Linked DNA regions of Muntiacus reevesi: region 2 is linked to region 1. Evidence: chromatin contacts called from public Hi-C data. All regions are on one chromosome and are shown on one strand. The core of a region is the stretch at or near the end of the contact, and the rest is flanking DNA. Distances in the headings are between cores, read along the strand shown.

Evidence for each region. A called contact is a pair of places that touch in the nucleus more often than the background predicts.
Region 2: a Hi-C map of blood shows a contact between it and region 1, with 3 times the contacts expected there. The contact joins the promoter of ATXN7L3 here to the promoter of GRN in region 1. A contact is called at or near these places in 2 of 3 Hi-C or Micro-C datasets (blood and muscle).

The regions. Positions count from the first base shown.
Region 1 is chr18:18,392,834-18,399,173 of mMunRee1.1, reverse strand. GRN (granulin precursor) reads left to right here and starts at 3,857. Exons shown (of 13, transcript XM_065909074.1): 1 at 3,857-4,013.
Region 2 is chr18:18,520,434-18,526,773 of mMunRee1.1, reverse strand. ATXN7L3 (ataxin 7 like 3) reads right to left here and starts at 3,222. Exons shown (of 13, transcript XM_065909834.1): 1 at 2,973-3,222; 2 at 1,498-1,608; 3 at 1,066-1,198; 4 at 691-862; 5 at 398-495; 6 at 189-211. The coding sequence starts at 1,548.

The sequences.
Region 1 (6,340 bases), core at 2,608-5,107:
TCCATCATTAGATTGGCAAAAATTTTTAGATTTCCTGGGTCGGGAAGATCCCCTGAAGGAGGGGATGGCAACCCACTCCAGTATTCTTGCCTGGAAAATCCCATGGACAGAGAAGCCTTGCGGGCTGCAGTCCTTGGGGTCTCAAAGAGAAGGACATGACTGAAGTGACTTAGCATGCACACACGCACGTCCAATGTTAGTGAGTAAATGGGGAAAAAGTTCCCCCAAATACTTAGCCTGAGAGTGTAAACTGGAAAAATGTTAAGGCAGTTGGGCATAAACATTTCAAATGTGCATACTCAGGTAACCAGCAACGTTAACAAGTTAACATTCCTAAAAATGTTAGTTTTAGGAATTTAACCCCCATATACATACTCAGACACAAGTTCATAAATATTCATTGTATAATTATTTGTAACAGCAAAAACTGGAAACACATAAAAGGCTTCAATGACACTGGTTAGAGGAATTCCTTGGTAGTCCAGTGGTTAGGACTGTGTTTCCATTGCAGGGAGCATGGGTTTGATCCCTGATTGGGAAACTACGTTCCCACAAGCCACATGGCATGGCCAAAAAAATTTAAAAAAAAAGAGACTAGTTAAATAAACATCTAACAACTATAGTGTGGAATACTTGGCAATTGTCAAAAGGAAACTGATAAATAAGTCAAAAGACATTCCATGTTAATGGGCAGGAAGACTTAATAACTTAAACTGTTAACATGGTAATAAACCCCAAATACAGTGCATTCTCTGTCAAAATCTCAGTTGTCTTTGCAGAAACAGATTCTAAAATCCACATAGAAATTCAGGGAACTTAGAATAGCCAAGACAATTTTGAAATATAAGTTAGAGGACTCCTACTTCTCCTCATTTTAAAATTAGCTACAAAGCTATAGTAATTAAGACAGTGTAATACTGACCTTAAGGATGGACAGACACATCAATACAATAGAACTGATTGTCTAGAGTCCATTCCTCATATTTACAGCCAGTTGATTCTATCAAAATAAAAAATCGAAAGGCCTGATCAAAGGAGCCTGGGAGGAGTCAGGGAATAAGGCAAAAAGGGATGGACCTTTTGATATCAAATCTTTCTGTGACTCTGGATTGCTTCTTCTCAGTCTACCCTGTTCACAAAATGATGCTTCCTTCTTAAAAGCAAAAAGTAGAAGGAGAGAGATTCCTGACTTGGGAGGTTTAAGGACATGCGTGTTTGTTGAGGAATGTGGGAGAGATTTTTTTTCAGTCTTTGGGGGAACTGTACCCTCTCCACTGAAGTGGAGGTTCGCTGCATCCATTTTGACAAGACTTTTAGTAAATATCTTACATTCCTTTGCCACAGTAATCAAAGTAACTGCACATGATTAAAATCTTCTTAACTCGTACGAGCTCAGGCTCGTACCTTAACTATTAATTACTGTTCTTTAAGAGCAGCAGTTAAGATCCATTGAGTTGTCCAGGACTGTTTGTCCCTAAACTCAATGTCCCCAGGACATTTGGCTTCTAAGTTCTTCAGTCTGCTTTTTGTAATTTTTCCTATTGAATGCTTTTAATCCTTGCTAAACTGAAGTGATTGCTTCTAAAAAACTTCAACGCATAAATCCCCTGATTTTTCGGTATCTACCAATGCTGGGAAGTCAGGTGACAGCATTTATTAAAAATATATAAAATAAAAGAGGCACTGCATGAGGGTCACCTAGTGCTTTCACGGAGAACATATATGATCCTTCAGAGGGAGTTTCTTAGCCTCAGCACACCTGAAATTTTGGGCAGAATAATCTTTGTTGTTCTCCCCTGGTGGCTTAGATGGTAAAGAATCTGCCTGCAATGCAGGAGACCTGGGTTCAATCCCTGGGTCAGGAAGATCCGCTGGAGAAGGGCATGGCAACCCACTCCAGTATTCTTGCCTGGAAAATCCCTTGGACAGAGGAGCCTGAGGGGCTACAGTCCATGGGGTCACAAAGAGTCGGACACAACTGAGCGACTGACACTTTCAGTCTTTGTTGTGGGGGCCATCCTGTGCATTGTAGGCTGTTCAGCAACATCCCTGTCTCCTGCCCCTCGATGCCAGTAGCATCGCCCCACAACTGTGACAATTTAGAATGTCTGCAAACACTGCCTAATGTCCCTAGTGGGCAAATCACTCTATTATGGATTTTGTGATATTTGTTTCAGTCATTCAAGGTTGCTTTTTTTTTTCCTCTTTGTGTAATTTTTTTTCTGGTTCCGTGTAGTCATGATTATAGGTTCATTTATTGATTTGCCAAACATTGCATGGTATTTGTGTATCTGTGCTTGCTGTGTCCATAGAAGCATATGGATATATGAGACAGGGAATAAGCATAGCAGTATACAGAACAGTCCTGATTCTCAGCAGGGGCCTAATCCACCGTTTGGACCCTCTGCAGGCCCAGGCTGAGCACCGCTGTCACATAGTTCCTCAACTCTGCCACTTCTTCCTTACACAGACTCCCACCACCCCTGAGTTTGCCTATTTGTCCCCAATCCCAGCCTCACCCCCACCCCAAGCTCTCTGCCTAACCTACAGTGCTTCCCATCCACTTGGCAACCAAGCACTGCCCTTCCTCCAGTATCTCCTGGTACATCTCCCTTCACCCATCTCTGCCTGGGCCAGGCCCTGTAGCTCCTGCTACTGGTGAATCTGTTCTGTGTGGTATATTTTCTCTCCCTCACTGGCTTCCCTGGTGGCTCAGATGGTAAAGAATCTGCCTGCAATGTGCAAGACACCGGTTTGATCCCTGGGTTGGGAAGATCCCCTAGAGAAGGGAATAGCTACCCACTCCAGTACTTTTTCCTGGAGAATTACATGGACAGAAGAGCCTAGAAAGCTACAGTCCATGGAGTCGCAAAAAGTCGGACACAACTGAGCGACTAACACTTTCACTTTTGGGCTTCCCTGGTGGCTCAGTGGTAAAGAATCTGCTTGCAATGCAGGAGCCTGCGGTTTGATCCCTGGAGAAGGGAATGGCAATCCACTTTAATATTCTTGCCTGAAAAATTTCATGGACAGAGGAGACTTCATGGGGTCGCAGAGTCGGATACGACTGAATACACACGCTTGCGCACATCAAGTCAATTCCCGAAAGGCAGGGCTTGACTGAAACTAAGGAGCTTCTTCCGGTATGCACCCACACCCAGTCAGCCCAGCCTGGTGCCACACACCCAGCTACTCCACACGTGCACTGCATTGAACCTGGCGTTCGATCCCCGCCCAAGGCTGCCCTTCCCATCTGGTTTTCTAATGCTTTCCCCAATACCCCCTGTCTAGCCACTTCTCCAACCCCTCCCCACTTGCCACTTAAGATCCTCCCAGACTCAGCTCCAAAAAGTGCCCCCAAGGTGGAATTAAATCTTTTTTTCATGCTCAGATCTAACCAATACCTCTTCTCTACACACACCCGGAGCACCTGGAACGCGATTCTCCAACCCCCACCCCACCCCCTGCTGTGAGCACCTTGAGGAAAGGGCCTGAGGTCTGTTTATCCTTGCCCTCACAACTCTCATTCAGCCCCCTTTGGGGCCCGGCTGCCGAGCCTTAAATCTGCATGGGATGAAGAGAATACAGACAAATGTTCTAAATCTAGGAGACACCCCTTAAACGCTCTTGAACGCACCCACTAAGGGGCAGATCTCTTGGCTCTCAACGTTCCCGGAAAGGAGCTGACCCTCGGGATGGGTCAACAGAAGGCGGCGGGCACCCGCAAACAGGCTGAGCCGTCCCAGGGCGTCACATGATTCCCCAATCACATGATCCCTAGAAATGGGGGGTTGGGGAGAGAGAGGAAGGAGGGAGGGGAGTGAATTTGAGTAGGACAAGACACACAGGATTCCAGGTTGGCCCCGCCTTTACGTCGACGAGTAGCCAATGGGAGTGCGACATCCCGGACACCTGACCAATGGAAATTGAGGTGGGTGGGCCGTCGAGCCGAGTGGCCCAAGTGGCTGAGCTGCCTGACCGCTGCTAACCAGCGATCGCGGACCCCGACGCAGGTAAGGAGGGGGGACCTCGCTTGCTCCTTCCCAGGGGCCCAGCCTGGGGGACGTGGGAGATGGGGCTCCTCTGGAGTTTCAGCAGGGATACAAAAAAAGATTCCCTTATAGAAACTCCGATGCACTGGAGGGAGTTTTATGGGTGGTGGGAGTAAACAGTAATTGCAGTGACCCCCATTAGAAGGGGCTCTCTCTCTCCAGCATCCCTGGAAGCTGCAGCCCCTTCTCCCAAAGAAGAGATCACTGTTCTTGAGTCGACTCCGCCCCCATCGGCAGGTGCTGGTAGTGGTGCTGGTGGGCAGTCCCCTCAGCGGCTGGGAGCAAGCTAGGCGCCCGCCCCTGGCCCCCGATCTCAGAGAGCTGGGAGTGGGGCTTGAGACCCTGGCCTTCTTAAAGACAGTAGGGACTCGGGAGTGGTGATTGAACCCCTGGGTTGTGTCTGACTCTAACTTCCTCTCGTGGAGGGGTGGGACGAGCTAACTTCCGTCTCCCCCGGTCACTTTTTCCTGCTCTCTCCGCTGCTGGGTTGGCTCACCTTTTGGGAAATCTCTCTCCTGGCACTCGAAGTGGGGGGCTGCCACCTAGTGGAAGATGACGGAGCTGGGGGCTTGAAGAGGCTCCTGTCCTCCCTCTGTGTAGTGGCAGTGTCGGTGGGGGTGAGAGGTCACCTCTTGGAACCCTACTGAGATGAATTGGGTTCCCTCTTCCCCATTCTGGTCCTGAGTGTGTGTGCACGCGCATGCATGTGTATTCAGTAGAAGCGTACACTACTTCCGAACCTCAGGATACCCAGGAAGAAGGATGTACCCAAATGAATCACTAGGGTGCTGAGTAGTCAGAGATGTGTGCGGACAGGCATTCCTTCTGGCCAGGGCAGCCCAGGAGGCTGCGGAGGGTTATGGTTGGACTCCTAAAAAGCAGGGCGGCCAGCTCCCTTTCCAGGGAGCTGTGAGCATTGGGGAAGAGAGTGAAAGGGCTGAGGTCCAGGACCAGTCTCCTTCAGCCTCACCTGTACAGGAGATAGCCTCCTGGGGATGGTCTTTGAGTTAGGGAGAGGGCAGTGAGGAAAGCCAGGTGAGGGAGAGAGGATGTGAGTGACCCTGTGTGTGCTATTCCCTGCCACACAAAGTGTGCAGTGTCCACACACAGACTCACTGAGAACTGAGGCCCAGAGACAGGAAGCAACTTTTGAGGCCTTCATTCTAGCACTCATGTGCAGTATCCAGTCAGCCCCTGTACCCCACATTTCTGTCTTGGTCCAGTCCACCTGCTCAAAGAAACATTTCTATTCCTCTTCTCTGCTTGGACATCAGGCCTGTATCCTCCTTGGGTTTGGGGGGTCCATTCCCAGGCACTGTCCATGGTACCACTTGTGAACCCAGGTCCAATTTACTCTGGAGCCATCAGAGCCTGTCATCTCTATGTCTTGATATATGACATGGGCGGGTTACTTCCTATCTCTGAGCCTCAGTTTCCTCCTTAGAAAATTAAAGGTAATAATTCCTATTTTGGATGGTTGTTACAGGAAAAAAAAGAAAATAACATAGAATGTTGTCACTGGCTCCTAAAAGGTTCAGCACACATGACTGTTTTGGCCCCTCTAGACAGGGTAAGATCTCCTGGGCCTGCCTCATTGAACTAGCAGGGCTGGCTGAGCTTGGGGGAAGAGTTGTTCAGGAAATGAAAGGCCACTCCCCTTCAGAGAATGAGACTTGCTTCCTTTGGCTGATGCAAATGGCAGCCTGGTGGGCACATATGGGCTCTCTACATGCAGCTGGGTTTCTGCTCCAGGATAGAGAGAGGAAGAGGGGAAGCGTGGTGGGTATGTTTGAGGATCCTGAAAGGACCTGGTGTGGGACTTCCCTGGCAGTCTGGTGGTTAAGACTCAGAGCTCCCAATGTAGGGGGCATGGGTTCAATCCTTGATCAGGGAACTAAGAACCAACATGTTGCATGGGCATGCCCCCCAATTTTTTTAATTAAAAAAAAATTAAACAAAGAAAGGGCCTGGTGGTATTGGGGGCCCATGGAACACAGGTGTCCCAAAGGTTGACCAAGCCTGTTTGTCTCCTTTGGATGGGGAGGGGACAGTCAGCGGGCAGGTGGTGGTTGACCTTCGGGGAAGGTAGCCCAGACTCCTTCAACATCATACTTCCTTTTTCACAACTTTCTCAACCCCGTGGTTGCTCATGTCATCATGTGACCTCCCCTCCGGGGCCAACAGGCCTTAGCAGAGGGCAGGTATGAACATAGTATTGGGTGAGGAGGCAACTGGAGGAGCTGGCTCGGGAAGTGAAACCCTGGCTTTTCTTCAAGGGGGAGACTTCA
Region 2 (6,340 bases), core at 1,973-4,472, 130 kb before region 1:
TCCTCCCACCCCCCCACCCCCACCCCAGGCCTCTGCTGCCCTCCTGCCCACCAGACACCCTTAGCCCTGAACCCAGAGAGGTACCCAGTGACCTCAGACTTGAGTCAAGACACCCGAGGACTCCCTGCCCAAAGGGGAGGGTATCTGTCCTTGGCCCAAATCTCCCTCATGCTTGCCCCGGCTCTCACCTTGTCTGATTTTCTCTTCTTGGCTGTGTAGGACAAAAGGGTAAAGGGCAGGGTCACTTTAAGTTCCCAATCTAAGGGCACCTAAAGAAAAGTTACAAAGCTACACTCTCCTCCCTTATTCAGGATAACAACTGTGACTGTTACACACACAATTCCCATCTGCCTGCCTCACCCCGATGACCCTCCCAATTCCCCAGATGCCCAAACACCTTTCTTCTCTGAGCCATAGGACCAGTCGTTGTCATTGATGTCATCATTATCCTCTTGGTCACTCTCTGACTTGTTCATGTTGTTGCTATTGGCAATCCTGCCGAGAAGAGGGAAAAGGGTCAAGGCTGCCATCTCTCTCTGCCCCTGACTTCAGACGTACAGGGGAGCGTCTGGGGCCAGGCACGACCCACCCTCTATATCCTCCAAATGTCCCGGGGTGGGGGGGATCTCCACCATGGGATGGGCTGTGAAAGATGGGCACTCTGGTTCTAGCAGAGGGAGAAGCCCTCACCGGCGGTTGGCGATTCGGCTGCTGTTCCGACCCATTCCTAGGCACTTCTCCAGGTGGGGAGCGAAACGGGAGGCGGCAATGCTGCGGCTGCAATTGGGGCAAACACACTCCTTGCTCTTCCACTGGTTGAAAACCTGTCCAAAGATGTCCAAACCCGGCTGGTCCACGATCTCTGGGGACAGGAGAGACGTAGCGATCAGGGCAGGCAAGGGACGCTTACCTCTCATTCCCACCCACAGCCCTGTGGCCTCTTCAGAACCCCTGCCTAAGCTCCCAGAAGCTCCAGGTTCTCCCTCTGGTGTGGCTGCTGGAGGAGGACCCTCCAAGCACTCCCAGGGCAGGGCTAGGCGGCTCTCCTTCAACCCTGACGCTCACCAAAATCCTTCATGCTCTCAGGGTCCGTGTCGTCCAGGAAGAAGTAGCCACACTTGACAGCCCGGTGTACCTCAAAGCAGAATCCCAAACAAGAATCCTCGACCAGGTCTGCGTATATCTCCTGAGCGATGGCCTGGGCCCAGGGGAGAACATCCAGGGTCACAAGAGTCACAGTCCCATGGACAGAGGGCAACTCTCACCAACCAAATCTCCTGCCAATTCGCTCTGGCCAAAAATAAAGCTTCCTTTGCCATTTTTCCCCATCTTGACTTTGAGTTCTTTCTTCTTCTGGATCCTTGGGCCTTCTTAGCTGGCTCTTCCCTTTACAGAACAAGGCTGACTACCCAAATTCCTCTCTGGTGTGGATGCCAGATATAGCGAAGAAGAGACATCAAGAGAAAGAACTGGAGGCACATGTGGGGGAGCCCTCACCTCTAGTTTGCTGTTATCCAGGCCAGACAAAGACATTTCCTCCATTTTCATTTGTGAACTCTTGTGGAGACGGTGCTCTGACTGCTCATAGCACAGCGGGCGGCAACACGGCTGCACACACACGGGGGGGGGGGGGGGGGGGGATGTTGGTGTGAGTCCAAGGCACCTCCAATGGCTGCCACCTCCCCATCGCACCTCGTTGCCCAAAGCTTAATGGTGGCATCAAGATCTACCTCTCCCTAGGGCTTCTGTTAAGTCTGCATGGTCCTGCAGGGCCTGAAACCCAAGGGCGGCCTAGTCCTTCCCAGGCCTGAACTCAGGCCCTGGACTCCTACTGCCAATCAGAGTCTGGGTCTACAGGAGGCAGCAGCTCACCCCAGGTTCCCAAAACTCAAACCCCTCTTCCATACCCATGGTGCAATGCAGCAGGGGGAGGAGAAGGAACTCTAAGGCCTCAAAGCAAACCCACAGGGTGTGGCAAAGAACTGCACAGACTCCTAAATACACTCCCCCCCCCCTTCCAGGCTCTCCTCAGAGTCACCTCTGCTTTCAGCCAGGATGTCCACTTGGGGGGGTACTGCTACCAGAAGTAGGAATGGCCCTAGGACCCTACAACCTTCACCCCACTCTGTCTTCCCTTGAAATAAGCCTGCCACTGCAGACGGAGAGCAGAGCCCACAGAAGCCTAGAGCTAAAAGGGCATCCTAGCCACCATGAGCAAGAAAGAGGAGGTAGAATCCGGTGGGATGGCATGCCAGGAGTGGGCACTCCCCTTACCTGTTCTTGAGATAACCACCCTCCCTCCCTCAGGACCAGCCCGGAAGTCTCTCCAAGAGCCCCAAAGTCCAGGAATCCCCACCAAAGGATTCAGAAACAGAGCACACAGTCCGGGGCCCCTCTGAACGGTGGGTACGAGTTTAAGGAGCTGCCGGCCTAGAGTGGGGTGGGGACTGACAAACGAGCCGGGGGCACTGAGGAGGGTAGGAGGCCGGGCCTCGGCTCTTCCCCCGTCCCTGCGGCACTGCTGCTGCATCATACCGACTGGGGGGAGGAGAGCCGAGTCGCCGGAGGCCGGCGCCGGTCCGGGACAGACCGACCCCTAGAGAGTGGGCAGAGTGGGACACGTCCCGGCCCCTCTTCTTCCCCGCCCGCCGACAGCCCCGGCCGGCCGGGGAGAGGAGTCCTGGAGGGTGTCTCTATTGTCCCGGGGGCTGGGGCCTGGCTCCCTAACAAAGGCCCCGCGCCCCCTCCCCGGCCGGCCCTGCCCCGCCCAGGGGGGACCCAGACAGGGGGAGAGCTAGGGGCCCCGGCCGGGCCGGGAAGCCGGGGGAAGCCGGGCGTTTCCGCGTCGGCCCGGGGGGAGGGGAAGGGGCGCTGACCCAGACCTGGGGGGAGGGGGCCCAAGCCCCGCCTCGGGCCCCGCCCCCCGCCCCCCACAGGCCCCTCCCCCGTCCCCGTCTCCGTCCCGTACTCACCCCGCCCGGGGGGCCGCGCCGGGGCCCGGCGGCCTCTCAGGGCCGCGTCCTCCGGCGGCGGCGGCGGCGGCGGCTGCTCCGGAGCCCCATGTCCGTCGGTCCGTCCTCGCCTCTCCCCGGGGCCCAGGGCCCGGGGCCGGGGGGTCGGGCCGCCCCCCCGCCTCGCCGCCTCACCGGGCGGCCATGGCCCCTTCCCCTCCCTTCTCGTCCCGTCGCCGCCTCCTCCTCCTCACCTCACCCCGCCCGCGCGCAGTCCGCGCGCCGTCCGCGCGCCCCTCCCCCCGCCCCCCACTCCAGCCCGCCTCTCCCGGGCGGGGGGTGCGGCGCGAGCCCGGAGCGCGCGCGCGTGCCGCGACCGGAGGATGGATGGATGGAGCGAGCGAGAACGCGAGCGTGCGCGCGCGCGCCCCTCTCCCCCTCCCTTCGCGCGGGCGCGAGGCCAAGCGCGAGCGCGCTCCAACCTCCTCCTCTTCCTCCTCCCGCCCCTCCTCAACACCCCGCCCCCGCCCTCCCTTCCTCTTCCTTCTTTCGCTTTCGCGCGCCCAGCGACTGCTCGCGCCTGCTAGAAGGGCCCGAGCGCGTGCATCTGCCCGGCGGCCGCAGCTCGGCAGCATTTGCTCCAGGGGGCGGGGACCGGGCGGGGAGGAGGGGCGCCACGCCGCCGTCCAAAGTACCGGCGGACGGGGACGGGGGCGGGGATATGGGCGGGGCCTTCGGGAGCCACCTCGGCCAATCGCCGTCTTGCCTAGGCCCGGCCGGCCCAATAGGATTTCGGTGGGTGGAGCGGCGTTCAAGGTGAGGTGCGCGGTGCGCTGGGGGCGGAGACGTTGTGCCGTCCCGGCCGGCTCCGGGGCGGGGGCAGCGGGTGGCGTCGAAAGAGAGCGCCGGCTTCCAACCGCGCCTGGGACGCCTTCCGGCCCAGGCTCCCCCGCCCTTCCCTCCGGGCTCCCGGCTCTTTTACCCCCAGCGCCACCACCCCGGAGTTTACTTATGTGGAGAAGCCAGAGTTGAAGTGGGACGCAGTTACCACCTCAGGGCAGAAAACCGAGGGGCCTCGTCCGAGCCTCGGTTCCCCGTGTTTCTGTGCTGATCTCAGCCCACTCCGGGCCTCAGAACCAACAGACGCCCTAGATGAGGGTCCTCCACTGAGGGCGGAGGCTGAACTGTGCCATTCTGAGCGGAGTGCCCTCCCCGCCCTCATCCTAATTTAGATCCCACACCTGCTCGCCTTTCCTGCTTCCGGAACCCACGCTGGACCCCCCACCTCTCCTCTCCTTAGCCTGCCAGGCAGTGGCCAGACCCTTCCTCCGACCCAGTTCTTCTCCCCTATGTGTACCTATATCCGCGCGCTCTCACAGTCCCTCTTCGGGAGCAAAGGGCCTTTCCCAGCCGCAGTAGATGCCTAGACCGGCGCTGCCGTTTCGGTTACTCTGTCTGGAGTCCTGGAACGGGTGTATGACAGTCCTCTCCCCGCAGAAGATGAGTTTAAATGAAGAAAGCGTTAAATCTTTGCTTTGGGACCATCATTGACTCTTTAATCTTCGGCAAGCATTTATTGAGGCCCTAGTCCTAAGTGGTTAAGACCAGGAATCATCTCATCTGAATTCAAATCTGTGGACTTGACAAATGAACTTGAGCAAATGAGCCCTCTGTTGCCTCGCTTTCCTCTCTTGTCACTGAGTATGATGACAGTACTTATTAGGTTGTGGGAATTGACAAATCAGTACATGAGAAACTTAGTTCAATGTAAGTGTTTGGTGAATCTTAGCTGTTTTTGTGTGTTAATGCAAAGATAAGACACACTTCCTCAAGAAGTTCACAATTTGTGGGGTAGACAGACCTGTAGGAAAGTAATTGCCCAACAGTGTGATAAAAATAAGAGAGTTAGGGACTTCCCTGGCCAACCAGTGGTTAAGACTATACTTCCACTGCAGGGGCCACAGGTTTGATCCCTCCCTGGTTGGGTAACTAAGATCAAATACACTGTGTGGCATGGCCAAAAAAAAAAAAACAAAACAAAACTCCATAGGGGACAGAGGTGGCTAGGAGGAGGAGGAATCAAATGATGTAAAAGAGTTTCTTAGGAAAGGTTTCTTGCACTGGCTGAAACATAGGAATTGGTGGAGAAGTAAGCAGAACAGACCACACAGGACTAAGGGTGTGCTGAGAAGTTAGTGGGATTTAACCCTACAGGCTGTCAGAAGTCCTCAAGGGGAACTGTTTGACCAGACTTAAGCAGATGCTCTGGAGTGGGGAGTCTGGATAGCTTAAAAGTAGTAGGTTTTTGTCATAGCTTGAGATGTGTGGGGTGAAGGAGAGAGAGAGAGCCTGAAGACATTGTTAACCATGATGGGGAACTCTGGAAGGGCAATGTGAGGATACAGGAGAATGATGAGTTCTCACTGTTTGAGATTCGTTGGGAGTTATACTGTGGGATTACCTGTGGAGACTCTCAGAAGGTATTTGAATTTGAGTCTAGAGCCAAGTAGGAGGCCAGTACTTCAAGTGTCTTAGTGTGAATCAGAAATCCTCCACTCCGACGATACTGATCTGTTTCTTGGTCTCAGAATATGTCCAATATACCCTGCCGTAAGGAATTTACATATGCCCAGGAAGCCTTCCTGTCTCCTCCCTGTTTACCTAAATCCTTCCTCACTTCTCCACCCAGGCCACCCTCACAACAAACTCCTTTAAAACTAGATTGTACTCTTCATTTGGCACTTGGCCTGAGTGGTTCTGTGGTGGTGACCTCTTTGGGCACGTGCCCGGTCTCCACAGTTAGCACCAGTCAATAAACACTAAGGACTACACTGGTCCAGGCTCTGGGTGAGGCCTTGGGGTTACAGCAGCAAGCCAGAGAGACACACAGACCTTGTCTTAGTGGAGCTTACCACCCAGCAAAGCCTGATGTGGAAAAAAGGTTGAATGTGGAGGCATTCAGGCAGCCAAAGAAACAAACGGGTAGAAATCTTTTTGTCAGGACATCAGGGCAGGCTCCCTAGAGGGAGTGATCTTTCAAGTGGAGCCTTGAATTAACTAGAAAGAGAGGTTAAGAGGAGCATTCTAGGGAACAGTTATGTATATAGGCAGAATATGTAGAGGCCTGAGAAGAGTGTGGTGTGTTTGAGTCTGGGATGGTTTGTGCAATTAGACTTGGGCAAAAAAGAGGCTATATATAATATATAATACATATATATATGACATTACTATGGGCCATTCTTATTCCCTTGGTTGTATTGCACAGCATGCGGATCTTTTAAAAAATATTTTTATTTATTTGCCTACACTAGGTCTTAATTGTGGCATGTGGGACCTTTTAGTTGCAGCATTTGAAATCTTTGTTGCAGCATGTGGGATCTAGTTCCCTG